4 separate regions of the Mus musculus genome follow, and regions 2, 3 and 4 are each linked to region 1. The links are chromatin contacts, called in public HiChIP or PLAC-seq maps. All regions are on one chromosome and are shown on one strand. Each heading gives the region's core, a stretch centred on a gene start, on an enhancer-like site or on the middle of the called end of the contact. The rest is flanking DNA. Distances are from core to core; before and after follow the strand shown.

Region 1 (7,846 bases), core at 2,130-4,629:
TCACTGGAACTTGACGGCTAAACAATTTGGCCAACTGACCAGCTCCAGGATTAGTGAGACTGTCTCAAAATAGAAAAAGATAGTGTCCAGTGGATATTTCTGTGGTTTGTACAAGAAGGTGTTGGAAATATGTTAACAGCTTTTCTTATTTATTTATTTATTTATTTATTTATTTATTTATTTATTGGCCTCTACATGCACGCACGCACACACACACACACACACACACACACACACACACACACACACACACACACACACACACGTCATAAAGAAACACTAGTTAGTAACCCTTCATCTCTAAGGTAACATTAGTGGTTACCTTCCTTTTCTTCTGACACTCTGTGTATGTTATATAGCTATTGTTCAAAACAACAACATCTAATACTTCCATAAATGGTGATCTTTCTCATTTCATCTTTGAGCCTTTGTCTCAGTCATCAGCATAGTGTTTGACACATGAGGGGTATTTCATATGCATTCCACGAATAAATTTCTCTGTTATGAACATCATGTGAAGGAATATTTTGTTATACATGTTATGGGTTCAAATCATTATGAGTGCAATGAATTCCTCTTAGAGCTTAATACTGAAGGCAAAAATACACCCAAAGAACTCTATTTACACACTACTAAGAACATGCCATGCTCTCCTGCCTGCTTAAACCCTGGCACTCTCTAGGCTAAGTTGAAAGATCACCTCTCATCATTACTCTTGATCAAGAATTTCTCATACAGCGGTTTCTCTCTTTTCCTCCTATTCTCCCTGTGTTGTTTTGTCTCTTATCCTTGTTTTACATAAAGTTAAACTTGAGCTGACACACACACTTGTTAGAAGAAATAGGAAGTAAAGAACTAATTAAATGCTGAAAAATAAGAGCTGACAAGATGGCTCAGTGAGCAAAGGCACTTGCAACTAAGCCAGGTGACCTGAGTCCAAGTCCAATAACCTGCATGATGGTAGAAGAGAACCATCTCTCACAAGTTATCCTTGGTCCATACATACTGTGGCTTGTGCATACCCACACCCCATGCCCAGAAAAGAAAATCTGTAAAAATAAAAAAAATGAATAAATAAATATATAAATAAGTGAAGAAAGAATTAAGAAAAGCAGTTAGCATATTTCCAACACCTTCTTCCATAAACCATAGAAATATCCACAGGACACTATTGTATTCTACCTATATCTCATGTATTTCAATAGGAACAAGCTAAGCAGACACACTGTTAAACTATACAAAGACTGTTAAACTAGAAAACAAGAAACAGCTCAACCCTTACTCCTCACTAGACTGTTGAATTTGTAAAAACCTGTTTGACTCCTCTCAATTGAGCAGCCCTCTCTCAGCAGACATTTAGAGCCCTCACTATTTGATAGGAACAATAGAGGATGCTACAGACATTAAATAAGGTGAAGCCGGGCTTTCAAGCTAGAGCAGAGAAAAGCAACACACAGAAAAGCAGAGATGGGTTCACTGCAAGGCATCCTTGCCCTGTGGCATAGGCCAGAAGGGGAAAACACCGAAGTGTACCATCTATGCCAGACTGAAAGCTTCCAGGCTATTTGAAAAGCAGCATTAACCACGCTGATTTTTCAGAGCTGATTGGGACTTATCTACATGAGAAATGGGGCAGGGGAGGGAGAAGAGGGTGTTCCAGGGCTCAGGAAGAGCATGTGAGAAATGATCAGACACGAGGCAGCATGACAAGCCGGGAAGCTACAAATTGTTGGACAATAATATAATGTGCATCCCGCCCACCTCCCAGGGTGGTTGGAAGGATCAGCTGAGCGGATGTATACATGGAAAGTGCTTTTTAAACTCCAAAGCATCAGACTGTATTCAGATGTAAGAGGTTATTATTAGACACTCCATTTTTCCCCTTCCTCCAAATTGGAAACATTTGCCGAAGTAAACATTGCTGATGCATTAGCTGTCAGGATGGTGTATTATATTTGGGAAACATTTGCCAACGTCTGTTCCGTTTTCAAATTCCCAGTCACATGTGGTTTCTGTTTGAGCAAATGCATCAAGTAATAATGAGCTTATTGTTAATTGTGCAATATCAGGCTTTAAGGTGTAAATCATCTCTAGTCCACACTGCCATTATCCCATGTTGATGGTAGACGCTTGCAGTCGTTTCTTAATGAAAACTAATATGTGACTGCTATTGATCTTTTATATTTGTCAAAGTTTATCAGAGGGAAGTCAAGACTTCTGGGGGGGGAGGAAGCTGTATGTAATGTCTACACAATGAGTATACAGATGTGCTTGGGACTGTGTGCACACATGTGGAAGCTAGAGGAAGACATTGAGCCTTTCTCTGTCACTCACGGCCTGAGTGCCCTGAGACAGTGTCTCTCAGTGAACTGGAAGTCTGTCTTTTTAGCTAGCCTGATGGGCCAGCAAGTTCCTGGGACCTGCTTGCCTCTGTTCCCCAGGATTCCAATTAATAGACACACATAGCCACGCCTGGCTCTTTCCCAGGGTTACTGAAGATTCATCTTCAGGTCCTCACACTTGCATGAAAGTGTTCTTTCCCACTGAGCCATCTCCCCAGCATCTCAAGATTCTTAGCACGGACAAGTGTGCTAATATAAATAGATTCCCTCTGAGCAGAGGATAAAAAGAAGTTTGATTGTCTCCACCCAAAAATGGCTTCCCCCCAAAAAAGCTCCATGGAACTCAGATTCAAATATTAATTTGCCTCTGTGATGTTTTAAGAAACAAACACTTCTCTCCAGAGGATACTTCCTCTGTGGTTATAGAGATCAACAGAAAGCATTTAGGGTAGAAAATGAGGGTGACTAAGTCATGCTTGAATTCTTGACATTCACAGACTCAGTCGCTGGAGAGTTTGAATCACTGTTAGTGTGAAGCATCCTCCTTTCTCTCCTTCCTGTGTGAGGGAGACTTGAGGCAGAAAAGAACAACAGAGACGTGTTTTTCATGTTGCCAACAAGCTATATGGATATGGCGTTTTCATATCAAATCCCCCAGAAAATACCTAACATCTCCAAGTTTGTTCCTTGCTGCAGCAAAGGATAGCTAGCTACTCGTTTGGGGAGGTTTGTGTTGCTGGTGAAATTCTCTCTTGAGTCATGATTAACGAAACCACTCATTAGCCGTATTGAACATCGGCTGGGGGGGGGGTGCGTGTGTGGTATTGATAAACTTAAAATACATTTCATTCTTCCTGTGTAGTTGAATCAAAATCAGATCATAGCTCATCGATGATGGACAGGACCTGAAAGGTGATTCTGTATGACTCTTCATTCTATGAATGAGAAATTTTAAGAGGAAAGTCAGCTTATTTGCTAAAGATCAGTCAGTGACTAAGTGGTACAGTCACTCTCAGAGCCTCCAGGGCTTTCTCCTACCCTCACTGTGAACATAAGGCCACTAAGTTGAGGGCTGGGAAGGGGAGCAATTCTGGAATTGGCATCAGCTTGAGGTGGGGGTGGGGTGGCTTCCTTCCAGAGACCCTACTGCCAGCATTCAGTCCCACCACTTGAGGGAGCTGTGGAGACCCTTCTTCCACAGCCTATTGCCCTGCCATTGTGTTCTGAGCAGCCAGCCCTTACTTGGCAACTAAGTGGTATGGGTCTGTGGCAAGGCAAGTAGCCAAAGACGCCAACTCCACTGTGCCTTAACAAGAGCAGTGGCAGAACCCCCAGACAAAATGGGGAAAAAGTGATTTGTTGTAGAATTCTTGTTAGTCTGGTCAGTTCCCATTCGCCTGTGAAACCGGATTTGTAGACACATGTACTGGCCAATGACTCAGCCTTAAAAAATAAAGTCATTCATAATTTATGCATAAACAAGAATAGCTTTTGTTTCTGAGGACTCAAGAAGGTTTCATAGCCCTGTCTTGCTGTCCCACTCCGGAGGAGCAGTTCCTGTTTCAAGGCAGTTTCTATAGGCCTATAAATACTTTGATGTTCAAACATCTGGAACTTATATTTGGTGTTGACTAATGAGCATTATTATTTTATTATGTATTTATATGTGATCTAAAAGAAATTTGAGGTTAGATGCCACATAACTCTGTATATACAGCGAACAATGACAAATTCTTTTTACCCATTACATTGATGATTTATTACAGGGCATAAGGAGTTCTGAGTTGTTCACTTGACATATAATTGTGCTTGGGAAGATAGTAATGGTACAGAGAGATGTAAAATTGCCCCTAACGTATATTGTTAAAATACTTTGTAAGTGGACAAAATGGACTCCAGAGGTACTATTTCACTCTTCTTAAAAAAGAAAAAAAAATCAAAGGATGGCCAATATGGCAACAAACTGGAGTTCTTTTGAATAAGTAAAGATGAGCCCTGGTCTTAGAAATACATGTGGGCACGCTTGGAAAGGCAATAAACAATACATAATGGATCTGACTTCAAAGAACGCCTATTGGAGAACCAGACCTATTTCAAAGCCCAATGTTCCATACCTAGTTTGTCTTGGTACCAGTAAGCCACAGGTAAACATGCTAAGATCAAAGGGAAAGGTGGGTGTGTGGAGGGAGGGGTGCGCACTGACTGACATTACTTTCTCCTCAAAGCATTTCCCCGAGGGACCCTGGAGACAGCACCTTGTAAGCGCCTCTGTTGTAGATTCAGGAATTTATCTTAGGAGTGTCAGAAGTACTCCAGTCTGTTAAGCATTGCTTCTCAAAGGCTGCGGTACGGGAGGCACACTGAAGGTGGCATGTACTAGGGATAGCTGTACAGACACAAAGCTGCAGAGAGATAAATGGCTCCATTATGGGCCACACCAGTGGCTTGCTTGCTGTTCCCTCCCGAGAGCAACATCACTGTAAACTGGTTTGGCCCATCAGCAGGCTGCCTGGCCTTTCATGGAAGAATGAGTCCTCTGTACACACAGACAGAGAACTTGCCAACAAAGACCTCCATTGCAGCATTTGAAAGGCTGGACTTGCTGCTGTATGAAAGCACTTCCGGGGGCTGAAGCTGTACACAGGATGTGCTGTCGACAGCTCTAAGAGCTCTGTGTGGCTCCCCTAGAGAAGCCTGCAGATTGACTTATCTGCTTTGCTGACAGTCCCCAATTCCAATGACACAGTATAGGCAGTATTCACTTAAGTCCTTACTGGAGTTCTGCTAAATCATACTAAATGTCATTGGAGGGCTTTTGTAGAGGAGCTAGCTGACTCCGTAACAGAAAATGAAATCAGAAAGACTTGGCAGATCCCACAACAGAACGGGGATACCTAAAAGCACAGTGAAACCAAAATTTAAGAAAGAGACAGCCATAAAAAAAATAAAATAAAATAAAGCAATCAAGCTGACACCCATATGTCTGTAATCACCTGGCTTTAGTGCTCATGACGTATGGTTTTAAACATTGCTTGGAACACAAACTCTTAAAAATATGCTACCATCAACCTGAGTGACTTCCAAACTCTGAAATGAAGAGAGAATGTTTGAGACAGTTTGGTTTGCATAAAATGCTTCTGTCTTATGCATTTCTCATGTTCCTCGGCATTTTTCCTTTGTCTTCCAGTGTTTATAGCTCATAACCAAATTAAGACACAAGTGCTAATTAGAAGCAAACAGTGACAAGCTGTCCTCAAGTAAACAACAAGAGACTGGTGATTAGCTTGAACCAACTTACTAGAAATGATAGAGACTGGCTGAGGTTAGCTGTGGTCCTGGACTGCACTAACGCCTCCCAAAGATGTCTTCCGGTTTAGGAAGAGTGAGGTCATAACTTGACCAGCAATAAGAGTCAGGTCAGTGAACCAGATAACCTTCTACATGCCCCTTGCCACATTGTTTAGTGTTCCAAGGTTTTGAATTGAATGATGCCATGCTTCTAACATGTGTTGATAAACTGGGAAATGAAATAAATTTATAGTTGAGATCCAATTCTGAAGCCTTCCCAGGACTCTCACCTAGTATCAATTACATATCGTCTCAGTCAGTATCCGTCAGTCTAGTCCAACCTGCCCATAGAATTGTGTTTTTATTTCCTGCACCCTTTCATTTATCAAATAACTTGACCTGGTAGAGGTGTCCAATTCTAGTTGTGGGTCCTTCTGGTGTAACTCTGGAGTCCCATGTGGCTTTCCTCTGACTGTTTTCATGAGACCGTAATCTAGTTCATTTCCTACAGATGAAGTCTTCTTCTTACAGAGGGCACTGCTTAGATCCCTGGGTGCTGGGATATGCTTCCAGACATAGCCCCTCTCCCTCCAAATGCTTCCTCAGGATGGTCTATTGGCTCCTATAAAGTAAATCATGCATTCAGGTCTTCCTTCAGCCCCACCCTGGCTCCTTGCCCCTCTCCATTATGCAGTGTCACTACACTTGACCCATAATGCATCAGGTCAGAAACATCCTGAGCTGTACTAGAGAACTGCAAAGGATGAAGAACGTGAGGCCCCCTTACAGTGATTCCCATTGCTTTCGTTTCTCATTTCCTTTGTAATAACAACTATGCTTTATAACCTAGTTCATCATAAATCTCACAAAATCGGAGCTTTTCACTCTTAGTGAGGAAAGAAAACCTTGGTACATTGCACCCTCTCTGAGGGCCTAGTTCATACAGAGCAGAGACAGGAGAATGTGAGAGAAGAGATCTGAAATAGATGACATTAGATTATCTACTTAATAAATATTTATTGAGCACCAAATCTGTCCCAGGCCCTCCTAAGCGCTCTTCATATAGATATACATTTAAAACATTGTAAATGTTTACTTTCTTGGAGCCTTCATTTAGAAAACCACTGGCTGTGTGATCCTAAGTTCGTTTACCTTTCTGAACCCTGTTTTTTTTCTCATGTAGAAAGTAAGATCTTGATTTAAATGGAAAGAAGTTCTATTTCTAGTCCCAATACTCTATGATTATTAAAATGCTCAGTACATGTGAATAGGGCATGAATCATGAACCCAAAAGACACTTGTCTAAATGGATGTCAAAGAAATATGGTGGAAAAATTTCAATTTGACCGCAAATATTCATCAAATATTTCAGCTCCTTGTAGGAATTAAAAATGTAAGGATAAATTACATACTATCCCTTAGTATGCAAATACCTAGCAGAGAAGACACATGAAACAAATTATTTTTAAAATGTTTTAATTGAAAAAAATTATACCACTTTCCTCACTCCCTGTTCTCTTTCTACCACCTCTCCAGCACCCATTCACATTGATAACCTCATTTTTCTTATTGTTGTTACATTTATTATATATCATATATAATAAATTAAATATAATTATATATTATATAATACATATATTGTATTGTTTATGTATTGCACTATATAGTGTATACTATATATACTATATCATATATAATATACTATAGATAGTATACAGTATATGTGATATACAATATATATAGTATCCTTTTTTGTTGTGTGTATGTAACATCATGGCTTACCACTCTTAGTTTGATGGTCAATAAGGGGACTCATCTCAGGAAGGAATTAATTCTCCTTTTTCCCACAGTCATTAGTTGCTTCTACTTCTTTGTCTAGGGGTAGAAACCTGTGAAAATTTCCCCCTTGCCCATGAACCTGTCCACTGATATTTCCATTGCTCTGGTCTTGCTCAGGCAGTCATTTCTAGGAGAGACTGTTTCACAGCAGATTTCTGTTATTCTGGCTCTTAAAATCTTTGTGTGCCTTTTTCTGCAATGTTCCCTGAGACAAAGATGCAGGAGCTTTAGTGTAGGTGTATTTGTTAGAGCTGGGCTTCCCTGGATCTGTAGATCTCTGTACTGTGTCCAGGTATAATTTTCTGTGATGGTTTTCATCTTCTATAAAGAGAGAATTTTTTGATGAGGGGTGGCAGCTACACTTGTCTGTCAATATA
Region 2 (7,361 bases), core at 1,038-3,537, 970 kb before region 1:
GGCCTCTGATGCAGTTCTTGCCTCCAGGTTCCTGTCTTCAGTTCCTATCCTGAGTGATAGTCCCTGGGTTACAAGATCGCAAGTTGCTTTTGGTCATGGTGTAGAAACCAAAACTAAGTCATAAAGGGGACATCTATGTTAACCCCGAAACCATCAATGCTCAGGGAACATCACGGAAGAGGATGCAGAAAGAATGTAAGAGCCAGAGGATGGAGGGACGCTGGGAAATGCTGTCTCCTGGACGTGACATGGTGGCCATTGTACTCAGGAACCCAAGACAGCTGTAGCTACCTGTACAGGATCCAGCCAACCAAAATTCCAGCTTAGGTGGGGGGGGGGTAGAGGGTGTTTCTCCAGACCACACCCCTTACTGAGGAGCGACTGGTAATTGGTAGTTGCTGGGGTGGGCGGGTCTTGTGTTTTGGTGGTCACTGGAAGAATCTCATGCTCCAGTGGATAACAGCACTCCTGTGCACGTGTAGACAGCACTGACTAGACACAGAGGGTTGTTCACAAAAGACAAAGGCAAGAAGCTGGGAGGGAGGCACACTGGTGAAGCTATGAAAAGAGTTGGTGGGGGGGGCATGGAAGTAGAGATGATCATATTTTGTTATATACACACACGCTTGAGAATCTCAAGCATTTGCAGGGGACTGGGTGAACAAATTGTACAGCTCATTGCAGTAAGCTCTCAGGTCCTTCCCTGCTTTACCTTGCTCCACTGTTACAGAGGACACTGTCTTGAAGACTACATTTCCCAGGGTCCATTGCCAGCTAGCCCTGCCCAGGTTTAGCTTCTTCCTCCTCTTCTTTTCATCACCCCTTGTCTTAGTCAGGGTTTCTATTCCTGCACAAATATCATGACCAAGAAGCAAGTTGGGGAGGAAAGGGTTTATTCAGCTTACTCTTCCATACTGCTGTTCATCACTAAAGGAAGTCAGGACTGGAACTCAAGCAGGTCAGAAAGCAGGAGCTGATGCAGAAGCCATGAAGGGATGTTCTTTACTGGCTTGCTTCCCCTGGCTTGCTCAGCCTGCTCTCTTATAGAACCCAAGATTACCAGCCCAGAGATGGTCCCACCCATAAGGTGCCTCTCCCTCTTGATCACTAATTGAGAAAATGCCCCACAGCTGGATCTCATGGAGGCACTTCCCCAACTGAAGCTCCTTTCTCTGTGATAACTCCAGCTGGTGTCAAGTTGACACAAAACCAGTATACCGCTCATCCCCAATATCTGATCTCTCCCTTGGGATCATGTCTCCTCTCTGGCTCTGGTTCCCTGGCCATATCATCCCCCAGTCACTATCCTCCATCACGTTCCCCCATTCTAGTTCCCTGAGTTGTCCATTTCCTTCTTCCCCACTGCTCCTCCTGTATGAGTTGGTTTCTTGAATTTGGACCATATCTTGCCAGTGTGTCCCTAATCTCTATTGGCCTCCAATTTGAATTATTTCTGTTGAATTCATTGCCTGGAGTGGGCTTCCTTGTCTGACTGAGGTCAACATAAGCAGGTGATTTTGGAAAATAAGTGCTTTGAAGGACACCTTTTCATGGAGAAGGACGAGGAAAGGGTTCTCTGAGAAAAGACCTTAGAATCTAGAAGATGAGAGAGAGGCAGCTCTGTAAAGATCCGTGGGAAGTGCCCTGCATGGGAAGAATAGAGGTATCCAGTCAGTGAGGAACTTCCTGCATTCCAGAGGCAGGAAGAAAGGTCTGGATGAGGTGTGTGGAGTTCAGTGATGGAGCACTTGGTCAGTATGCATAAATCATTTATTCTATCCCCACCATCACAAAGACATAAACCAATAAACAAGTAGATAGATAGGCAGACAGACAGACAGACAGACAGAGACAGACATAGATAACTTTTTTACCTATGCAACACCAGAGTTATTTGCTACAATGGGAGGCTCCAACACTTGGGAAAGCTGAAGGGTTTACATACTGCCAAGCAAGAATGGCAGAAGCAGAGGAAGAGATGGTGGCTGTTAATGGGGGTCAGGAGGCAAGTTGGGGTTCAGGTAGAGCAGGGACAGTCAGGATCCCTCAAAAAGTGCCCTTGGGCCCTGAAGAAAGAGTACAGATGCAGTGAGTGTGCCCGAGTTGAGGCCAAGATTGCAGAGGGGCAGAGGTGGGCCTGTGGGGGCCTGGGGAGAAGACAAACAAATCTGGAGGGAAGGTGTGAGTCAGAGAAAGAAACAAGCTGGGAGAGGCAGGCAGAGAGGCTGCCTCTGTGAGCAAGTGACTCTAGCTGTAGGCATTTACATTTCCCAAGTGCAACACCCACCTTCCCGCTCACCAGCTCACTGTCTCCTGCTGTTGATGGTGCAGCAAGACTCAGCTGGCTGCTAATGTCTATGTGTGTATGCCTACTGAGGTCCCCTTGTAGCAAATTCCTACTTTTACCAAGGCAGTGTCTATGTAGAGGGCAGTCTTTTTTTTTTTTTTCCCCAGAAAATTTTAACAGGTTTATTTATAATTGTTATAAAGTTGAACTGTTGAAATGTGTTCACTGAAACATTTTTGCTTGCATCAATGCTTTACATCTTGCATTTCTATTAAAAATTCACACACAGCCGGGCGTGGTGGCGCATGCCTTTAATCCCAGCACTTGGGAGGCACAGGCAGGCGGATTTCTGAGTTCGAGGCCAGCCTGTGCCTCCCAAAGTGAGTTTCAGGTCGGCCAAGGCTACACAGAGAAACCCTGTCTCGAAAAACAAACCAAACAAACAAATTCACACACAAATGAACGTGGAGAAACTGCCAATTCCTGATTCTGTCCCCTATGTTTCCACTTGCAATCATGTGCTTAGGTACCTTTGACCCCATGAAAAAATATCTAACATTCAGAACTACTGATTACAGGAAAAAGAGGAAAAACATTTTTTTTTTTGAGAATGGAATGTTTCCCCTCATAGTGGACTCTTAACTACATTTTCCGCGTATGCGGCGTGCTAGCTGGATATCTTTTGGCATAATTGTTATACGTTTGGCATGGATAGCACACAGATTGGTATCGTCAATACCAGATAGGCCTCACTTGCAGATGTTTTGAAGTCCTGAACAATTTCTCGCACCAGACGCTGAAAGGGGAGCTTGCGGATCAGAAGTTCAGTGGACTTCTGATAGCGTCTGATTTCAGGGAGTGCCATAGTACCAGGCCTGTAACGATGAGGTTTCTTTACCCCTCCAGTAGAGGGCGCACTTGCGAGCGGCTTTTGTAGCCAGTTGTTTCCTGGGTGCTTTACCACCACCGGGGTGGATTTGCGGGCAATCTGCTTTGTAGGAGCCGTGGTATGGATAGACACCTCCTTCCACCCCCCACCCCCCTCACCCCCCCACCCCCCGCGCAAGAGGCAGCGCGAACACAATTGAAAGATAGCTGACACCAAGGCTTTCCCCTATACACACTGAGGGCAGTCTTAATTAATAATCAATCATGAGACAAGCTGGCCTCTGAAATCAAAGGATGGTGGCCCTCTCAGGTTTAAACTTGTCCTGTGTGTTCCAAGACTTATGTGTACTTCCTAGGTGTCTTATGCAAAAGGCACTTTATTATCTTACAGTCCTGTAATCAAGAAATCTGTAATCCAGGTATGGATAGAGTTGCTTTCTTCTATAGGCTGTGAGGGAGACTCTTCCAGGCCTTTGTACCACCTCTCAGGTTTTGCTGACAATCCTTGGCTTTAGAAGCATCATTCTGAACTGTGCCTGTGTGTTAAGATCTGAATTTCCCAATTTAGAAATGCACAGTCATGCTGAGTCAGGACGCTCTACTGATAGTTTTGTTTCTTAAATGGGATCTCTTTATGTAGTGCAGACTAGCTGTACTGGCTGGTTTTGTGTGTCAAATTGACACAAGCTGGAGTTATCACAGAGAAAGGAGCCTCCCTTGAGGAAATGCCTCCATGAGATCTAACTGTAAGGCATTTTCTCAATTAGTGATCAAGGGAGGGAGGGCCCATTGTGGGTGGTGCCATCCCTGGGCTAGGTTCTATAAGAAAGCAAGCTGAGCAAGCCAGGGGAAGCAAGCCAGTAAGGAACATCCCTTCATGATCTCTGCATCAGCTCCTATCTCCAAGTTTCTACCTGTGTGAGTTCCTGTCCTGACTTCCTTTGGTGATGAACAGCAGTATGGAAGTGTAAGCTGAATAAACCCTTTCCTCCCCAACTTGCTTCTGGTCATGGTGTTATGTGCAGGAATTGAACCCCTGACTGAGACACTAGCCTTGCTCTCTCCCTCTTCCTGCTTCAGCCCTCCACGAACTGGAATCATCAGCAAAAGGAGACTGTGTGCAGAGCCCAGGGTATGTGTGCATCTTCTCGCCTGGCCTGAGACTGTGTCTTCCTAATCTTCAAAGACCCTCTTGTCAAGTCGGTTGACTTTGAAAGTACCAGCTATGGAGCCACCACCACAATCAAAGTGAGAGCACGAAGTATGATGATAACTCTGGGGAGTAGAAGGGACAAGGACCTGGGACCTGTGCTCACATGAAATCTATGGGCCACAGGCTTTTCTCATTCTCTATCTTCTCAGGAAGAATTCCATTCCTCTTCAGGTCTCCTACAGCAATCTGCTCCAGTTAAAATACTCCATCCAGCATAGAAGCTTGATGAGACTCAGGAAGTCCCTGAAACTGATCAGATGTACTATTTGTTGGCATTTCGTCTAGGCTCCACCCCACAGTTGCTTGGCAACAGTCAAGTGTGCCTAACTCAGTATAAAAGGGGCTGTTTGCCCCCTCCTCACTCTCTTGCCCCTTTGCTCCTGCTCCCTCTCTCTCCCCATTCCCTCCCCCATCTCCATGTACTCATGGCTGGCTTCTACTCCCTTCTCCCTCTCCTTTCCCCTCCCCTTCTCCCTCCCCACACCCCTCTACCTTTCTCTTGACTCCCCTCTCCATGCCCTGAATAAACTCTATCTATACTATACCACTGCCTGGCTGGTACCTCAGGGTGGAAGGGAACGCCTTGGCATGGATCCACAGAGGCATCCCCTTTCCCCACACCATACTATGCCTGCACCAAACATATTCCTTCCTTCCCTATCTTTTTATAAAACACAACGTTGGTGCTGTGGATACTTCACCAAACATCCCTAATTTCTCTACCTTTTTTATGAAACACAACACTACTCCCCACCCACCCTCACCCCAATTTTCTAAAAACAGCAAGGGCTGCTGAGGAGATGAGACAAGTGTATGAACGAAAGGCTGGAATCCAGCTATTGCTCAGGCCACAATACCCTGCAGCAGCCTTTCTCCTTTCACAGATGGGGACACAGCCTACAGGGACAGGACTGTTGAGTCCCAAGCTGGTAGACTTCCTGCAGCTAGGATCTCTCACAGTGGGGCCTGGGGGTTAAGGGATGGGAGGTGGGGGAGTTCCCATCAGAGGGGTGTTGGTGGCCACACATCCTTCTCCCCACCCTCTTCTCTACCTCCTTCCTGAGAATCAAAGAGCCTTGCTGCAGGCTTGGTGAAACCTCCGCCATCTTATGGAGGGTACAAGAAGGAACTTCTACTTTTGACACTTTTGGGTCTTCATGTCCTCCCTCCATGACCCCACCATACTGTTTGTCTCTGGTGCTGGGGTCTGAGAGTTCCCCCACAAGTTCCCGTCTGTCTGTCTGTCTGCCTGTCCGTCCGTCCGTCCGTCCGTCCGTGGTGTTAAACAAATCTGGCTGCCAATCTGTCTCAGTGTCTGAGACCTTACAGCCAGGCTGCCTGCAAGAGGTCTAGACTCACCAGGCTGCCCAGATGAGATATTTTCTTAACTACTGAGTTACCTGAAAGGGACATAGTGACATTAGCTCTGAGTTTTAAGCTTTCATGAGCTGTCATCCATGCTGGCGTCGCTTTCTGTGATGTAGCTGACTTTTGAATCACTGGTTCCCCAAGTTGGACTTCAGCACTCTCTTTACTTTGATCTGTTGTTGGTTCCCTATCCAGAGTAAGAAGGCGTCTGCTTATATCTCCCAAGAAATAGTGTTCTGTAAAACCAGGTTATGTCTCAGGAAGGTCTCCATTTAGGCATCTCCCTTTCCCCTCCAAGTCTAGATATTTTATTTTTTGAGACAGAGTCTTGTGTAACCAAAGCTGACTTCAACTATGTACGTAGGTGAAAATGTCTTTAAATTCCTGATCCTCCTGTCTCCACCTCTCAAGAGCTGGGATTCCAGGTGTGCTCCACCAGAACTGGCTTCTCTTCTTAGTCTAGATCCTAGATTAAACAACTCTTAACCCAGAGTGCCACCCCTACCCATTCCCCAGAAGAGCTTGTTTGGGCCCCATAGTGGTTCCTTTATCCTCTGCCTGAGGGCAGGAGGCAGGCCATTGGCTGCACAAGGTTGGAACACAGAACTTTTAGGGATAAGATGTCTTTAGATATCATCCATCCTAACCTCTCCTCTCAGAGATGGGAGAATTGAGGTCCCAATAGGAAATTGAAGGGTCCAACACGGTGGAGTGTGCCTGCAACCCCAGTACTTACGATGTTGAGGCAGGAGGATCGGAAGGTCAAGGGTAGCCTTGATGTTATAGCAAGTTTAATGTCAACCTGGGCTACAAGAAACCTTGTCTCAAAATTATAATGTGAAATGAGGATGGATCTTTCTCCTTTGGGGCAACTAGCATTGAGAAAAATTTAACATCTTTACTATGAGAGCCTTGGGTTGAAATAAATGCATAAGGGGAACTCTGGTACTTTCCGTGGGTGACTAGAAACTAACTGAATGGGAATGTACCCCATGGAAAATAAACTCAGGGCTCAGTGTACTCCTCCAATGAATCCTTGGTCAGATTGTTATCACGAATAGAGTGGGCTCTCCATAAATGCGTTGAATGACTACACTGGCCCTTTCTCTTCGTTTTTTCTAACAAAGTCAGCAGGATGGGCTGGTCACATGTCCCAAAGTAGAGCCTAAAGGTAGGAAGAGAGTGTGGTAAATGTCATGCTGGCTGCAGAGATGGGAGGCCCACTCAATCCTGCATGGGGTTTGTAGTGAATGGGGCTAATAGGGAGACCTGAGGACCAACAGATGCGGCACAATGGCTACATAGCTGCTTTTCCCTCTTTTTGGTCCCACTGGCTTGTCTAGACTTCTCTCTGAAGCTGGGTCCTAGTTCCTGGTAACTGCCAGCCTCCATGGTCCTATAGGTAAAGGTATTATTCTTCAACAGATGGCAAGAACAGGCTGTCATTGGTTTGGGAAATAGTCATAGTTACCGAGGTCCTGGGGGCACTAAGGGACAAACTTCTTCGTGTGATCAAGGAGGAGGATGTGTCTTAAGTGTAATTGAATCCCAGTGTGATAATAATTGCCAGTCACTACCTTCTATTCACCATACACCACATGATGT
Region 3 (7,922 bases), core at 549-3,048, 600 kb before region 1:
TAGTCCAGGCAGAAGATGTAAGCCCTCGGGATGCTGAGCACAAAGGTGAAAGACTGGGAATTCCCTGACGGTACTGTGAGGAAGATGGAGTTGCACTTCTCTACCCACCACACCCCCTTTTCAGAAAGGAGGAAGCTCCTTAGACTGGGTCTTGACATGTTAGCCGTGTGTCTTGGTTACAGGTAGCCAAGGTACATCAGCCATGGAGACAGTCTTTAGATCTCTGGCTTCTAACGCCAAGCTCAGTATGTTTTCCACTTAAGAACAATGCTGTTGCCAGGGTCATAAGTGCCCTCTAAAGTTGGCATACTTTACACCTTGCAACTCGGCCACCTTTGCAAACTTTAATTTGAATAGTTTTGAGTCACCCTGTTGGGAAATTTACTGGAACCCTGTTTCATCATACCTTGCCAATAGCAAGTCTGAGACACCAATCCTACAGTGGCCACGTCAACTGGTTGCCACTTCTCTGGAGCTATACCCAATGTGGGTGACAGAGTCTAGGAAGAGTATCCCCAATCCTCCTGGGACTCCCCTCATTCCACAGCTGACCTAGACTGAAGGAGAAGGGCTCAGATGTCACTCTTCTCTTTATCTTTTCTAGCACTCCTGATGGGAGTCTGTAAGAGAGGAGACAGGCCACAGATCACAGACTCTTGCTTAGAAACAACTATGGAAAGATACTTGAATGGATTTTCAAGATCAATCTCAGAGGGGAGTTCTTTTTCCATCTGTCACCAGGCAGAAGTTTCTTTATACCTTATGTCTGTTGTTTGCTAACTACCTTATGTCTCTTATTTCCTATCTCTTTGAGTTGGAACAAATAATATGACATCCCCAAACCATGATTTCTATAGTTCTAAGTGAGGATGGGGATGGATTGCAGTCATTGTCTGAAACTCTATAAGGTTTGGGTGACATAGTTCTGAGTGGAGAGCATCATCTTGTGTTTTAGCTGCACCTCAATGCTGCTATCCAGATAACAACACTGCCAGCTGTCCCAACAGATGGATCTGAGTGTATCATGGTTTGGGAATAAAACTTTACTTCTTATCAATTAAGCTTTCTATGTGGGTGACCCTGGATCTGACCGGGAAGCCTTTCCTGCAATGAGTCAGGACTTCAGCTCCTCTTCCTAGCATTCTTTTTCTTACTTGGAGGGTGGTAGAGTAAGATATGTCACTCCTTCTCACTGGTGTGGAGTAGTCAAATGACCCCTCTAAGAAGCAGGGGGTGCTGGGAATGAAGGGTCGTGATGTGAGAGTAAGAGTCTTCTATGAAAGGAGAGAAGTTATTTCTGGGAAGCAAGCACTATCTCTGTCCTAGATGAGGGACTATTGATGTAGAATTAAGCTTTAGATAAATGAATCCAGGTTGATATGGTGACAATATGTCAACATATTTATGTCCTTTGAGTTCGTGCTAAATCTCAGGCGGGCAGATCCTGCCCTGCTTGGCACCTGGATCTGAACAAGAAAACATGTGGGGCTGATGACTCATACTTGTTTGGATCTCAGAGAGGATGTCTTTGAACCCTTCACTTCTGCGAGGAGGTGAGAGGTCATCTGTCTGCCCTCTTTGACACCTTCACCTAGTGACCTTTTGGGGCTTCAGACACCTTCACGGTAACTTGGAGTGAGATCCGTACAAACTGTCCTTGGATTTGACTGTGTCTGACTCATCACAACTCTGAGTGTGAGAAAGCAAAAACAGACCAACTGCAACGGGATGGTGCCATCCAGACCTGGGTCCTGTAAACAAACTGTGACCCACAGTCAAAGCATGTGCCTAGTACGTGGGGTTGAGTGTGAGACCTGACAGCGAGTACCAGGAGCTTCAGACAGTGCAAAGGCACAGCCAGACCACATCCTGTGCATGATGGGGAGGCAGGATGAGGGGAAAGAATGTCTTTACATCAGGAACAACTCAGGTTTGTAAGTCTAGATAAACATTGGTTGTCCTTTCTAAGTTTCGGTTTCCCAAAACCGAAAAATTGGCATATTGTAGATTCAAAATGCTTTAGGAATTCATGAGTCAATATATTCCAGCACCCAGTGCAAACGCTTCTATGTACAAACACAAGTAATATTTTCCCCTATTCCTTCTGTGTGGTATAAGGGAAGCTGTTACTCTTTCAGTTAATGAATATGAATAATACCAATAACAACCTTGTTTCAAGTTCCTCTTCTGAGCCACATATTTCTTGCAGCAACTATAATACTGACAGTACGATTTCTACTTTAGAGACCCAGTCACCAAGAGTATACCAGGGATTGGAAGGGATAGACATTTTGCTACTGGGAGAGAGAGAGAGAGAGAGAGAGAGAGAGAGAGAGAGAGAGAGAGAGAGAGAGAGAGAGATTGAGAACAGGAGAAATAAAAAGCAATGGGTGCTCAGAGGGGCTAGTAAATGTCATGTCTAATAGTCTAGAGGCAAGGTCTCTAACCACACAGCCCAGTCTTGGGTAAAGGAGTTTCACCTGAATCCACTGTCTTGGTTTTATTTATCAACAACATTAAGAAAGAGCTCCCTAGTCTTGATTACATGGCAAAGGTGATGCCTATGCCCAAGATTTGCTGCTTGAAATGTGTCTGTTGAGTCCAAATCACCAGCATCTCTGGGAATTTGCTAGAAATGTTCATTACCAACCTTACCCTCCAGACTTTCTGGATCAGAATCTGCATTTTCACAATATGCCTAGAATAGCTATCAGAAAGACCAGAAGACTAAAAATTGCCCCCTATAAGGATTAATTGATGATTCCCCTTTTCAGGGACCCCTGCCCTCCAGGTCACCATCATCTCTTCCTTCTCCTCCTCTTCCTCCCCATCCTCCTCCTCCTCCTCCTCCTCATCTTCATCAAGGAATCTTAGCCATTTTACCTATCATTCCCTTCTTTCATCCCCTCCCTTTCTTGCTAGAATCTTCTCTTCAACAAGTCCCTTCTGTGTGTTGACCCACTAAGTTTAGTTTCTTGCCCAAGCATGAGTGGGAGCTTAGATTCTAGAAAAGTGCAACCTGTCAGTGACTGAACCATGAAGAACTGACACACCCCCAACAATATTAACTGCCAATAGTTTTAAGGAGGAGTGAGTCCTCACAGTCCCTCCCCTGTCAGTTTGTCTTGTTCAGGTCTTGAACACAGTGGGTTTTTTTGGTTTGTTTGTTTTGTTTTTTGTTTTGTTTGTTTGTTTTAAGTAGGATTGTCCTGCTCTCGAGTGCTCTGTGACTCTTGATCCTGATGATTTGGGAGAAGATGTGTGGAGTGTGTCCTGGACCTTGGCAAAATGGGAGATGCAACAAATGAGGCTTCAACTTTAGAGAATACTTAACTTCTCGTTTCTGTAATGGACCTAGAGCTCTAGAATTCAGTTGGAGTTAGAGATCCAGTGTTTGTAAGCTGAAGTCTACCAATGGCCTTGGGGTGTTCAGTCCCATTTATCCAATTGTTTACTCAAGATAGCTCTAGGATCACAAAATACTGAAAATGAGTCTCCTCTTAGAAGACTATTTGATAGGCATAGATTCAAGATGAGACAAAGCAGCTTGCTTGGAATGTGTGTGTTCTCATGTGCCCCCTGGGAAACAGTTGCTATTTATAGTTGTTACACACCTGCAGCATTCCAGGCAGCAGAAAGAGAGATGGCACATCTCTTCATCTTTAATTCTTAAGATACTTTAGGTAACTCCATTGCTATTTTCAAAAGGGGAAACAGAGGCTCAGTGAGGCCATGCCGCTTCCAGAGTCAAACAGACAGTAAAAGTAACAGGACTATGTTCAACCTTCTTTTCCAAATGTGGAAGGGCATTGTAATCCAATGTGTTTTCACGATGCATGAGTTTGAAACCCAACCCTTAGCATAGCAGCATTGGAAGGTGGGCCTAATGGGAAATGTTTAGCTACAGAGTCCCATTATGAATAGGTTAATGCCAGTTATTGAAGAGTTTAAAGATGGGAGCAGAATCTCTTGCTCTCTTGAGTGTATGCATGTGCTTCTGCCTTCCATCATGGGATGACTTGGCAGAAGGTTCTCTCCCAGATAAGGGATCCTTCATCTTTGACTTCCTATCCAGAACTATAGCAATAAATTATTTTCTTTAAATGGTATGAAGGTGTATGCTGTTATGGAAACACAAATCAGACTTAGCTCAACAGGATTATAAGGGGGTAGGTGATCATGCATTTCATAATTGGGGGTGGGAACTGACATCCAAATCAAGGAAATACTCATTAATGGGTCTTTGAAGTGTCTTAGGCTGTCATTCCCCTGTCACTTCTGAGGAGGTTAGGGGAAGAAGGAAGAGAATAAAGGTTTGTCATACATGGGGAGGAGATGGTCTTAATGATACCATACATATACTCATGGATTAGTCATTGTTTCTAGACCTGCAGAGCATTGACACTGGTTAATATGGAGTCACACAGCCAACCCTGTTATGCAGGAGATGGTGGCGGATATGGAAACTGGCAAATCCGCGGGCATGACTCAGAATAGTGGCAGTAAGTCCTGTGAATGACAAATCCATTCTTAAGAGCCTCTGATAGAGAAACACTTGCTCCTAATTCCTTTTTAGTTCCCCCATTGAGTTAGGGCCAGTCCCAGGGAAGATGATTCACAAGTCATGAAAGGGAACTCTGGAAGCAAGAGAACCTGACTTTGAGTTCCCAGAATCCACATGAAAAAAGACAGGACTCTTGGAGCAGCCAGCCCAGCTCAGTTATCTAATCCCATCAAAAACAAGGTAGATGGCACCTGAGGAATGAGAGCTGAGGCCTTTGACCTCCAGACACATATGTGCACGTGCCAGTGTGTGTGTGTGTGTGTGTGTGTGTGTGTGTGTGTGTGTGTGTCTACATGCTCAACTGTACATGACTGAAATACATATATGTTCTGAGCAAAACAAAATAATACCCAGAGGCAAAGAGATGCTTCTGGGATGCATGAATCTGACCCACCAGCAAGAATCCCCAGTGTTCCCCTACTTTGAATCTGAACTAAATTTCTCCAAAACATCAGCAATAGACAAACACCCAAAACCAACCCACTGTCACGCAGGTGGTTTCCTTCTTTCCATGTGCTGGCTCTTGCTTGGTAGACACTCTGTGCTCCACTGGCTTGTAAATAGGTAAGAGGACAACAGCCACGAGCCTCAGAGTTTACTGTCCTCAGTGCTTTGTGGCGGGAGGAACCACTGTGTCCTCTCCAAGCTGTTTCCTGGAAGTCACTTCATTTGCTTTAAAGATCCGTGTAGAACACCTGTTTTGTGTAACAAGCTGTACTGAGAGACAAGGCCAACACATGGAAGCCAGATGGGAACTGCCTTCTGTTGTCTTGCTCTGTTTCTTCCAGGGTTCTCCCTAGTTCTACCCTTCCTAATATGGAGGAGGCTCCCAGCACTATTTTCACTCAATACCAAAGGCAGATTGAGAAAGGGTTTTTCCACGTTTCAGAGGAAAGCACTGACAACATTCTTTTGCAATGTCTCCACAATTCAAGATTAATCCTTGTACATGTCCAGGTTACTAGTCATGGCCTCTCATCTTTCCTTTTCCCTGGCATTGCTGGTACCTCTTTCCTTCACTTGAGTAGGCACCCAGACTCCCACCTGTCCAGCCCTCTCTCAGGAAGTAGAACAATTTATTTCCGCCTTATTTTTTTTACACCCAGTCTTCTATATGCACACAGCACCATGATTCTTGGAAAACTAAGGGAAACTTCAGGTCTACTATAACAATATAGTATAGCTTCTAGTTAGCAGGCTCCAGTTCATACCCAGCAAACATGCATGGTCTTAGTTTTCAAATGTGAGCTGGGAACCCCTGCTTTGCATGCTAGGTTAGAATGGAAATTCTCCAAACCAGCACTTCACTGAAGCAGGGGCATAGAGAGCCCGAGGGCCAGCCTGGATAACACTGAAACATTCCAGAACCTATACCAGATAAACTAAATCAGATTTCCTTAATTGTCTGCATTCAGCTGAGCAGGTATCTCTCCTTTCCTCTCCCGTCCTTCCCTGCCAACCCCTCCCTGATTCTCTCTCCTCTTCACTTCTCCCTCTATTCCTTCCCAGGGGTCTTGCTATACAGCACTCTCAAGTCTCCTGCCTCAGCCTCTCAAGTGCTGGAATATTTTGGTGTATCTTATCACAGCACCACATAGTTTCTTTGCAAAATGACCTTGACACCATTGAACCACTTAAGCAGACTTGTAATCATTCTCATTGAAGTACCTGCCATATTTTGTTTTTCACTAACCATCTTAGGTGACTCATATGCAGTTGACATTCCAGTTATGGGAATTCAGTGGAGAAAGATCAATCATTTCTTGCTGGGATTGGAAGAAGAAAGAGTGAGGAAAAGCTACCTAGAGGAGGTAGGTGGTTTCTGACGGATCTAACAGAATGGGGGGAGATTCCATCAGCTGGAGAGAATGGCTGGAGTTAGTCATCCATTTCAACTCAAGTTATTGAAAACAGGGTCCACAGGAGAAGCTGATTCACATGTGCAATGTAATTGTCATTAGCACGGCAGCCTATATATATCTTGTATAATCTTTCCAGCAGCAGAGTCCCTTTCCTTTCTCCCTAGAAGATGAATAACTACTCAAATACAGTCACTAAGGCTTTCAGGCTCCATGGATATTCTACATCATGAAATGTTGTAGAAACCATGACATTTAAATATCAAAATTCCCTCTCCAGAATAGTAGCTAACATTTGAAAGTGGCACAAACATCTGTTGACAGCCTCATCTTTCAATGGACAGTTCAAATATGAAAGCTCCCATTTCTTCCATAGCAAGCTCACCACCTCTCTCCTGAAGGTGTTGGAATGGAAGCACTCTGCTAAACAAGAGGAGACTAACAATGATAGCCATCAGTCAATACTGAGCTTAGTGGCTGACTGACTTTCTCTCCTTAATGCTATTTGCTTAACCAACACCAGTGAGAGTCCTTATTAAGGGCTGTTAGCACATGACAATGCTGTTTGTTGAGTTTGCTAAAGTGAGATGGTGCTTATATTTGCTCCCCTGCTCTTGAGGGTGCTGCTGCAGAAGCCTATGACACAGTTTTGAAGTGGGAATGTTTGATGAAGGCACTTGGCAGCTCTATAAACAAGCTGGTAGTTGAGAACAGAATCCCTAATACTAGAAAGTCCATTAATGTTTGTTGGCTTGTAAGGGATTTGCTTGGTTATAACCACAAAGCATACATAAGTATGTACAGAACCCACTCTCTCACACTCTCATTGTGTTGAAATATACACTCAGGCTCAGGGTTCCTCCCTTAGTTCCAGCTTTGAGTTTGTAAGATAGATGTGTTCTTTCCTAGTAAGGTGAGTATTCAGAAGATAGGAGACTTCAAAACTGTGGAACACAAATGAGTTAGGTAGCTTACCCCAAAGGCATGTCATCTCAGAGACATTTATTTATTTATATTTATTGTGATGTGTGTGTGTGTGTGTGTCTGCCTACACATGTGGTAGTCATAAGATAACCTATGGAAGTTGGTTCGCTTCTTCCACCATATGAGTCTAGGAAATAAAATTCAGAGCCCTGGGCTTAGTGACAAGTAGCTTTACCCACTGAGCTATCTCTGTAGTTCCAACATGTCCTTTACAGATGAACAAACGATTGCTTCCTGGGAAGCTGGGTCTTTTCAGAACTCATGATTATGCTGTCTCCAAAATCTAGAGACTTAGCCAGTTATTGCACTGAGGGCAGCATCCTCCACCCTCTGCATTCATGTACAGTTTAAAGGCATTAAAGCAATCATTTTTCTTGGTCTATAAGCTATCTGACTCCCTCTGAAATGCCATCAGCCTCATTCTTGTGCATTGACATTAAAAAGTCATCAGTGGGCTCCTGTGAGATTGTAAGATTTAATCAACAGGTACCTACATGTTTTTGAAAGTTCTAGAA
Region 4 (6,832 bases), core at 4,293-6,792, 670 kb before region 1:
AGGGAGACTCACATTCCATTTTGGTCCAAGCGCAGTACCAGGTGCTTCGTAGAAGAATCCCAGAGTGTCTGTCTCTTCTGGGTATCTTCAGAAAACAAATGTTTATGAAAGAAGCTCTCTCCCCCTCTCTTCCCTCCCCTCCCCTCCCTCCTTCCCTCCTTTTCTCCCTCCCTCCCTTCCTCTATCCTTCCTTCCCTCCCTCCATCTCTCCTTCACTTAGACAGGCTCTATATATACCAGCCTTAAACCCAAACTATGTAGCCAAGGCTGACCGTATTTTTTTATTTTTATATTTATTTTATTTTACGTGTATGAATGTTTCCCTTGCATACATGTCTATGCGTCATGTACATATATGTTGCCCAAGGAGGTCAGAAGAGGGTATCAGATCCCACAGAATTGGAGTTACGGATGGTTGTAAGCCACCATATGGATGCTACCAATCAAAGCTCCCATCCTCTTCAAGAACAACATGGGCTCTAAACTGCTGGGCTATCTCAAGGGAATTGCTTTACTGCTGTAAAATATATAAAATGAAGCAGAACTTTCAAAGACATCAATCCTTTGTAAGGTTTTATATATAAGTGTGTGTGTGTGTGTGTGTGTGTAGTAATTCTTGTTCTTGACAGTCGCTTTCTATACTTGGGAATGTTTCCTGAGAGCCTCACAACTCTAGAATATGTCAGAAAAATTGTCAAACTGAGTTCTGGGCAAACGCAGGAGAACCCAAGTGGCTCCTTTTCTCTGTGTGAAGACAGATGCATCGACTTCTCAATGAATTTGTATACTGCATTCTCTTGCCACTTGTCTAGGGTCCTGGGGGTGTTTAGCATTGCCAGTATTGTCAGGACACATTCGTGGAATGCTGTGTGTTTGGAAAATAGTTTCCAATGTTTTGCTAACAAGCACAAGATGAGAGAGCACTCCAGCAATGCTTCATTCACTTCATAAAGCACTGGCAACAACATACAATATTTATGGAATTGCAAAATTTCATTAAGCAAATAAAGTCCTGTTTTGCCTGCTTGGATTCAATCAATTTTTCTTGAGTGTTGACTAAGTGCTATGCACTGTTAGGATTCCATTGAATGAATGAACATTCATTTAGCAACTACTATGGCAGTCACTGGGCAGGCATTCCATTCAGGGAATAAACATCTGTTAGAGGCCTCTTAGGGACCCAGGTATAATGCTAGAGTTGACCTAACTGGATAGCATCTGGTGATGCATCCATAATTTGCCAGACAGTACATGTGCAACCCATCAAGTGAATAAATATTCATCAAGCACTCTCTATGTAGTAAGCATGAAAAGAAGCACAGAATCCCACCGAGCTGTCACTCCTATAGTTGGGGAGGGGCAGATATTATCATTCCCATTTCATACAAGAGGGAACTTGGAGGGTTCAGCCTCCCTCGTGGAGTTCATAGAGCTGAGATCCGAACCTACATCTCTGACTTTTGAGTCTCTGCTATTTCCACTGACTGCTATTAGGTGAGGATTAGGGACATAATGGTTCTTGCCAAGCAGAATTCTATAATATTCTCAGGGCAGAAGAAAATGATATATTCTCCTTAAAGAGCAGTTTTCTGTATTCTCAAGACCCTTTCCTCTCCAAGGAAGCACAAACAGCTCATTAGGCCAATTCTCAGAGTTATGGAGATGGTTCCCTTGGGGTTTCTAGTTTGTTACAATCTTGATCTGAATAAGATGCAACAAGAATGGTATTACCTCAGAAGGGGCTAGAACTCTATGGTGGGTGTTAGACCACATCTTAAGCTGATTACACGCCAAATGGCAGGCACCTTGCAAGTACAGAATTTCAAGAGACTTTTAATACTTTTAATTTCAAGGAAAATGTAAGTATGTTGATTTGGGCAGGTTATTCAATAGTTTTCATCCCCATTCTTTTGTTTAGAAAAATACAGTACTTAAAATAATCTTAGATTTCTTTTTTTAAAACTCTCTAATTGCTCCTCTCTGTGTGTATGTATATACTTACACACATACACATACATAAATGCATATACATACATACATACATGCATGTATACATACATACATACATACATACATACATACGAGAATTAAACCTATTGTCTATGCAGTTAGCTCCATTATCTCTTCTGTACAAATAGTTAAAAGTGTTTGATGGCTTCATTATTTTACTTATCTCTTAAACCTAATAGGCAGACATCCTCCCCACCCCCCATACAGATTAGAAAACTGAGGCCCTAGGAAATTAAACAGTGTTCTGATGGTCACAGAACTGTTGACAATTGGTATTTAATCTTGAGTCTGGTGTCAGAGGCTTGTTTCTTTTCTATTTACTCTATGGATCTATAAAAATGGTTGGTAAAATGTGCTAAATACTTATAAAGAAGTGAGTTCTAGCAATAAATGGCAGCTTGGGCCTGGGTCAGATTGGCCTATCCTGGGACTTTAATGGACTCTGAAAGTAGCCTTCAGATTTGACTTGAAAGAGGAGAACAGCTCACTTTCAGTGGTGACTAAGGAGAGCTGTGCAGGCTAGCAACATGACTGACAGCTCTGCATACATCCAACCTGGCTGGGGATGAAGGAGTGACGAGGAGCCCGGGAGCAAAGGAAGGACAGCTGAGCTCACAGTGAGTCTTCAGTCTCTGCTCGCTTTGGAGTTCTTTCCCTTTCATCTGTGGAATAAGACAGATGATGATTTGCCCGATAATTGTCAAGGTCAAATATGAAATGTCAAGGTCAAATCTATTTGGTTGAGACATGTTCAAGTGAAGTTTAACTAAACAGACTTTTATTGAGTGAGTCCATTATCAGGCACTTTCTGAAGACTGGGATTCTACTTGCCATGCTAAGTACAGCCATGTGTCACTTAACCATCGGCCAGTCATGTTTTGAGAAATGTGTCAAGTAATTTCCTTTTGTGAACATCAGGCTGTACTTAGATGAAGGTGGTTGTCATGTCAGCAGGCAATGTACCCTTTTGAATCACCAGGGTCTGGACAGTTGCTGACTGAACCTTTGCCATGCCAAACATGACAAGTGGTGTGTTCATGTGCAGTTTGGACTTCTTGGGACAGTCTTTCAAAGATACAGTCCGACAAGCGCAGCAGAAGTAAGAAGACTGTAGAGGAGGGCATGGCTGTCTGGAGGGTCCATCACAAGGAAGCCTCTGTAGAATGTATGGAGCTAGTGAGATAAGAAGAGGGAAGAGGGGAAAAGAACATTTTTTTTTTCCTCACCAAATATACTTACTCTTCTTTCTTGACACAGTTCAGAGACCCTTGTCTTTCATAGAGTGTCCTGTGGGAAACCATTCTGTGTCTAACAAATCAACTCACCAAAATCATTTAGGACAATGAAGAAAAGCCTTTGCCTCCTGTTTTCTTAAGGAATGCATCCCTGTACTGTCCCCTCACATCCTTACACAAAGGAACCTGGTGTCTTCCTTGTCATAGGAATAATATGACCTTGGTATTCCCATTTCTCTGCATGCTCCTGAACCCAGGACCTCTTATACATGTCACTAAAATGATGAATCATGGCAGACATAGATTATATCCTTCTAATACTTGAGGGAGTATGTTGATTGAGTTTCAAGGCTATCACAGTAGAGCTATGGAATTTTTGGCATAGCTTTCAATTATCTGTCTAGCAAATACAGAAGCATAAAGGCACGTAGAATCTCAGTTTCCCTAGCTGTGAAAATGAGGAAATACTACCTACCTTGAAGCATTTTTATGAACAATAACTCTCTGACATAAGATTTTATGAAGGTGACAGAAGGACTTGTGCATGGCCCAGTCCATATTTTGCAATAATAACAATAATTATAACAAAGTCAACATAGTCACATGGACGGAGAACCAATGAATGACTAGGTCTATACCTCAGCATCATTGTTGTATTCTTTTCTCTGCCCTTCCAGAGCTGGAGCTTGCCCAGCATGCGTAAGATAACATCTCTGATCTGTGTTGGTTCCTTCCCCAGGGTCACCTGGTATGTGCTCTGCCATCTTACCCCAAACAGTGGCTACAATGACACAGGCATCTTGCCGCACTGTTCTCACCAACCATAGCTACTACTTCATCTTTGCTTAAGGATACACTCAAAAGAGATTATTTAATACATTGCCACTCTCCTTTCTGTCCTTCCTTCCTTCCTTCCTTCCTTCCTTCCTTCCTTCCTTCCTTCCTTCCTTCCTTCCTTCCTTCCTTCCTTCCTTCCTTCCTTCCTTCCTTCCTTCCTTCTCTCTCCTCTCTTTCTCTCTCCCTCTCTCTTTCTTTTTTCATTCTTACCTTCAGAGTCTCACATAGTTCAAGCTTTTTTCAAACTCAATTGTCACTGCAAATAACCTTCGCTCTTAATCCTCATTCATCTGTCTCCTAAGTGCTGAGACCACACACCCAAAATGTCGGAATTTCCTCTTTAGTTTACACCCTAAATGCTTTCTGTCTTTCCCTTGTACTGATGACATTGGGTATGGCAAGTTGTTTCTATCCAACTCAAAGGTACTGATCTACACTAATTCTGGAAAAATTGTTTCTTTCTCCAGAGTGGCCATCTTAGGAAGAGAATTTGAGTCCAACTTCACAGGAAAGACTCAATCGCCACCAAGGAACGGGTAAAATATCCATGCAAAATCACTACATTTCTCATGTGAAGTATTCAACACCTTCTAATATCAGAGATTAAAATTAATTTAGATCAATTGTTGTTTAGTCAACTCCTGCCCAAGACTATGTAGACAAGAGAGACACATACTAACCACTGGAACTCTAGTCATTTTCATTTCCTGCTTGAGATGAATCCATTTCTTGATGGTTTATTTGTTCCACTGGAGTACCTGGAGCCTTAGAATTCTCATTGGATTTTGTAAATACTGTCACCCTAGGATTTCCCTTTAACCCTTCAATCCCAAGGTCAACTAAAGTGGTGGTGAAAGGTTAAAGTGTCATCCAAAGAACGTCCACTCATCTCTGCGGTGAGCCAGCATGGTCCCAGGAAGTCATGTGCTCATGCTATGTAGCTCTTCCACCTGCCTTGTTGCCTAAGTGATTCGCCTGGTCTGAAATGATATATGGCTGCATAGTTGGGAAGAAAGCTTTTATTTCTAAGGTTCTCAGCTCCTTATTCTCTACTCATTACAAAACCTGGGTGAAAACAGGATTGGGCCTCAGCAAAAGTGACACTTGTAAATCTTAGGATCTCATACTAGCCAGGTACTTTTCATCATTTAACAACTCTCTGAGGCTTCTAAGGATGGTTGTTGTAATCTCTGCCTGACAAAGGGGGAAAGTGAGGCTGAGGTGAAAAGTGGTAGACTGAGTATGAAAACATGATGTATTCTCTTCATATATGTAGTCCCTGGGAGAGAGTGATTCAGGAAGCGGCCAATCGCATCCAGTGTGGGGGAGGAGCATCTGCTGAGCAGATGCCGGGACCCACTGGCCAGATGCCACATGGATATGGCTTTTCTTGGCTGGGATGGCTATCTCGAGACAAGCTGCATGGCAATCTCATGTTTTCACTGTGAGTCATTCTGTTACACTCTGGAGAATTTATATAGCCAAGGAGCCATAATGATCCACCCAGGGCTCCTACCTTTCTATGTCCCAGCAATCCAGAAGAGCAATTCTGTTATGAAACGTCCTCCCAGTGCCACCCGGAGTTAACGGGAAGTCATGTGATCCACGTTAATCAGTACACAGGTAAAAAAAATAGATGCTTATCGGATCACGTAGACTGGGTTCCCTGACAGCTCAGCTTCATGAAACCAAAGTTCATTTTCTTTTTAAATTTGAGAACTATGCTATGTTGCTGTTGTTGTTGTTGTTGTTATCTCTTAGGGTTTTGCTATGTAACCCTGATACTCATCAGACCAAGCTACCCTTGAAACCATGGCAATGCTCCTGCATCGGCCTTCTGACTGCCAAGTTCACAAATGCCACACACTATTAAACAATAGCACCCAGCAAGTTGGAAATCCAAGCTCCCCAGATAGACCACTGATCCTTCCCAGTCTGGCTGTGGCCTGACCTTTTCACAGTTCATTCTCCAGCTGAGCCAATGCTGTCTTCCTGTCCTCCCAGCTCCATCAGTAGCCACCCTCGCTCAGGCTTCACACTCCTGTCCTCTCCTCACTTTGTCCTGATCCATCTTCAGCCCTAGCCCCCAGCCTCTCAGTGGGAACCTTCCTGAGCATTCTTATTCACATTTAAGCTCTCCTTCTCCCTCGTCTTCAGACAGCATCTTATAAGGCGCACAAATGGATTCCTGTGGTGGATATAGCACAGTAAACGAACATATAGAGGGTAGGAGAGACTCTTTTGTTTCTGTGACAGACATATGGGCTAGAAACAATACAGGCATACAGCCTTATTTGGCTCATGACTTGAGAAGGATTTCAATTTGTTAAGGCAGGGAAGGCATGGCTCTGTCCATGGTGTGTGAGTTTGCATGTGTGGTTTGTTAAAGGAAGGAGAAGGTAGAAAGGTACCAGAGGCAGGCATAACCTTCCAAGGTCTACCACTAGCAGCTAATTTTTGCCAGCCAATCCCCACTTCCCAAGATCTCCACAGTAGCACTGCAGCTGGGGACTGAATTTTTAAACTATGAATCTTTGAGAAGCACTTCAGATTCAAACCATAGCATAAAGTCTCCCAACAATGTATTGTGCTTAGGTGGTGTGCTGTTTTGCCTGATGGGAATGGGGCCTTCATGTGACACAGAGAAGGGAGATAAGGGGAAAGGGTCAGAGAATTGTAGTTCATGGTAGGTCATCAGGAAGCAATCCTGATAACAAAGGGAGAGACTTGAGTCATAACAGCCTTTAAAG

Evidence for each region. HiChIP or PLAC-seq counts read pairs in DNA pulled down with a chosen protein or histone mark.
Region 2: a contact with region 1 is called in a FOXA1 HiChIP or PLAC-seq map of pancreatic cancer cells. The contact joins two enhancer-like sites. A contact is called at or near these places in 1 of 115 datasets of contacts at active chromatin or transcription factors (pancreatic cancer cells) and 1 of 9 other capture datasets (embryonic stem cells).
Region 3: a contact with region 1 is called in a FOXA1 HiChIP or PLAC-seq map of pancreatic cancer cells. The contact joins two enhancer-like sites. A contact is called at or near these places in 1 of 15 datasets of contacts at CTCF or cohesin (the NIH/3T3 cell line) and 4 of 115 datasets of contacts at active chromatin or transcription factors (the 3134 cell line, the NIH/3T3 cell line, embryonic fibroblasts and 1 more).
Region 4: a FOXA1 HiChIP or PLAC-seq map of pancreatic cancer cells shows a contact between it and region 1. The contact joins two enhancer-like sites. A contact is called at or near these places in 1 of 484 Hi-C or Micro-C datasets (embryonic fibroblasts) and 2 of 115 datasets of contacts at active chromatin or transcription factors (the NIH/3T3 cell line and pancreatic cancer cells).

The regions. Positions count from the first base shown.
Region 1 is chr4:56,371,087-56,378,932 of GRCm38.p6, forward strand. No RefSeq gene overlaps it. Among named protein-coding and RNA genes, the nearest start is that of Gm42291, 59 kb to the left of the region's middle. Within about 2 kb of position 3,380, at least 59 of the 459 cell types and tissues checked have an H3K27ac peak or open chromatin away from gene starts, as enhancers often do. A contact at or near this core is called in the NIH/3T3 cell line and pancreatic cancer cells, where this site is marked.
Region 2 is chr4:55,406,019-55,413,379 of GRCm38.p6, forward strand. It overlaps Gm12505 (predicted gene 12505), which reads right to left. Exons shown (of 4, transcript NR_040674.1): 3 at 5,789-5,943; 4 at 4,425-4,637. Among named protein-coding and RNA genes, the nearest start is that of Gm12505, 9.1 kb to the right of the region's middle. Within about 2 kb of position 2,288, at least 17 of the 459 cell types and tissues checked have an H3K27ac peak or open chromatin away from gene starts, as enhancers often do. A contact at or near this core is called in pancreatic cancer cells, where this site is marked.
Region 3 is chr4:55,774,458-55,782,379 of GRCm38.p6, forward strand. No RefSeq gene overlaps it. Among named protein-coding and RNA genes, the nearest start is that of Gm34482, 170 kb to the right of the region's middle. Within about 2 kb of position 1,799, at least 10 of the 459 cell types and tissues checked have an H3K27ac peak or open chromatin away from gene starts, as enhancers often do. A contact at or near this core is called in the NIH/3T3 cell line and pancreatic cancer cells, where this site is marked.
Region 4 is chr4:55,702,554-55,709,385 of GRCm38.p6, forward strand. No RefSeq gene overlaps it. Among named protein-coding and RNA genes, the nearest start is that of Gm12511, 130 kb to the left of the region's middle. Within about 2 kb of position 5,543, at least 31 of the 459 cell types and tissues checked have an H3K27ac peak or open chromatin away from gene starts, as enhancers often do. A contact at or near this core is called in the NIH/3T3 cell line and pancreatic cancer cells, where this site is marked.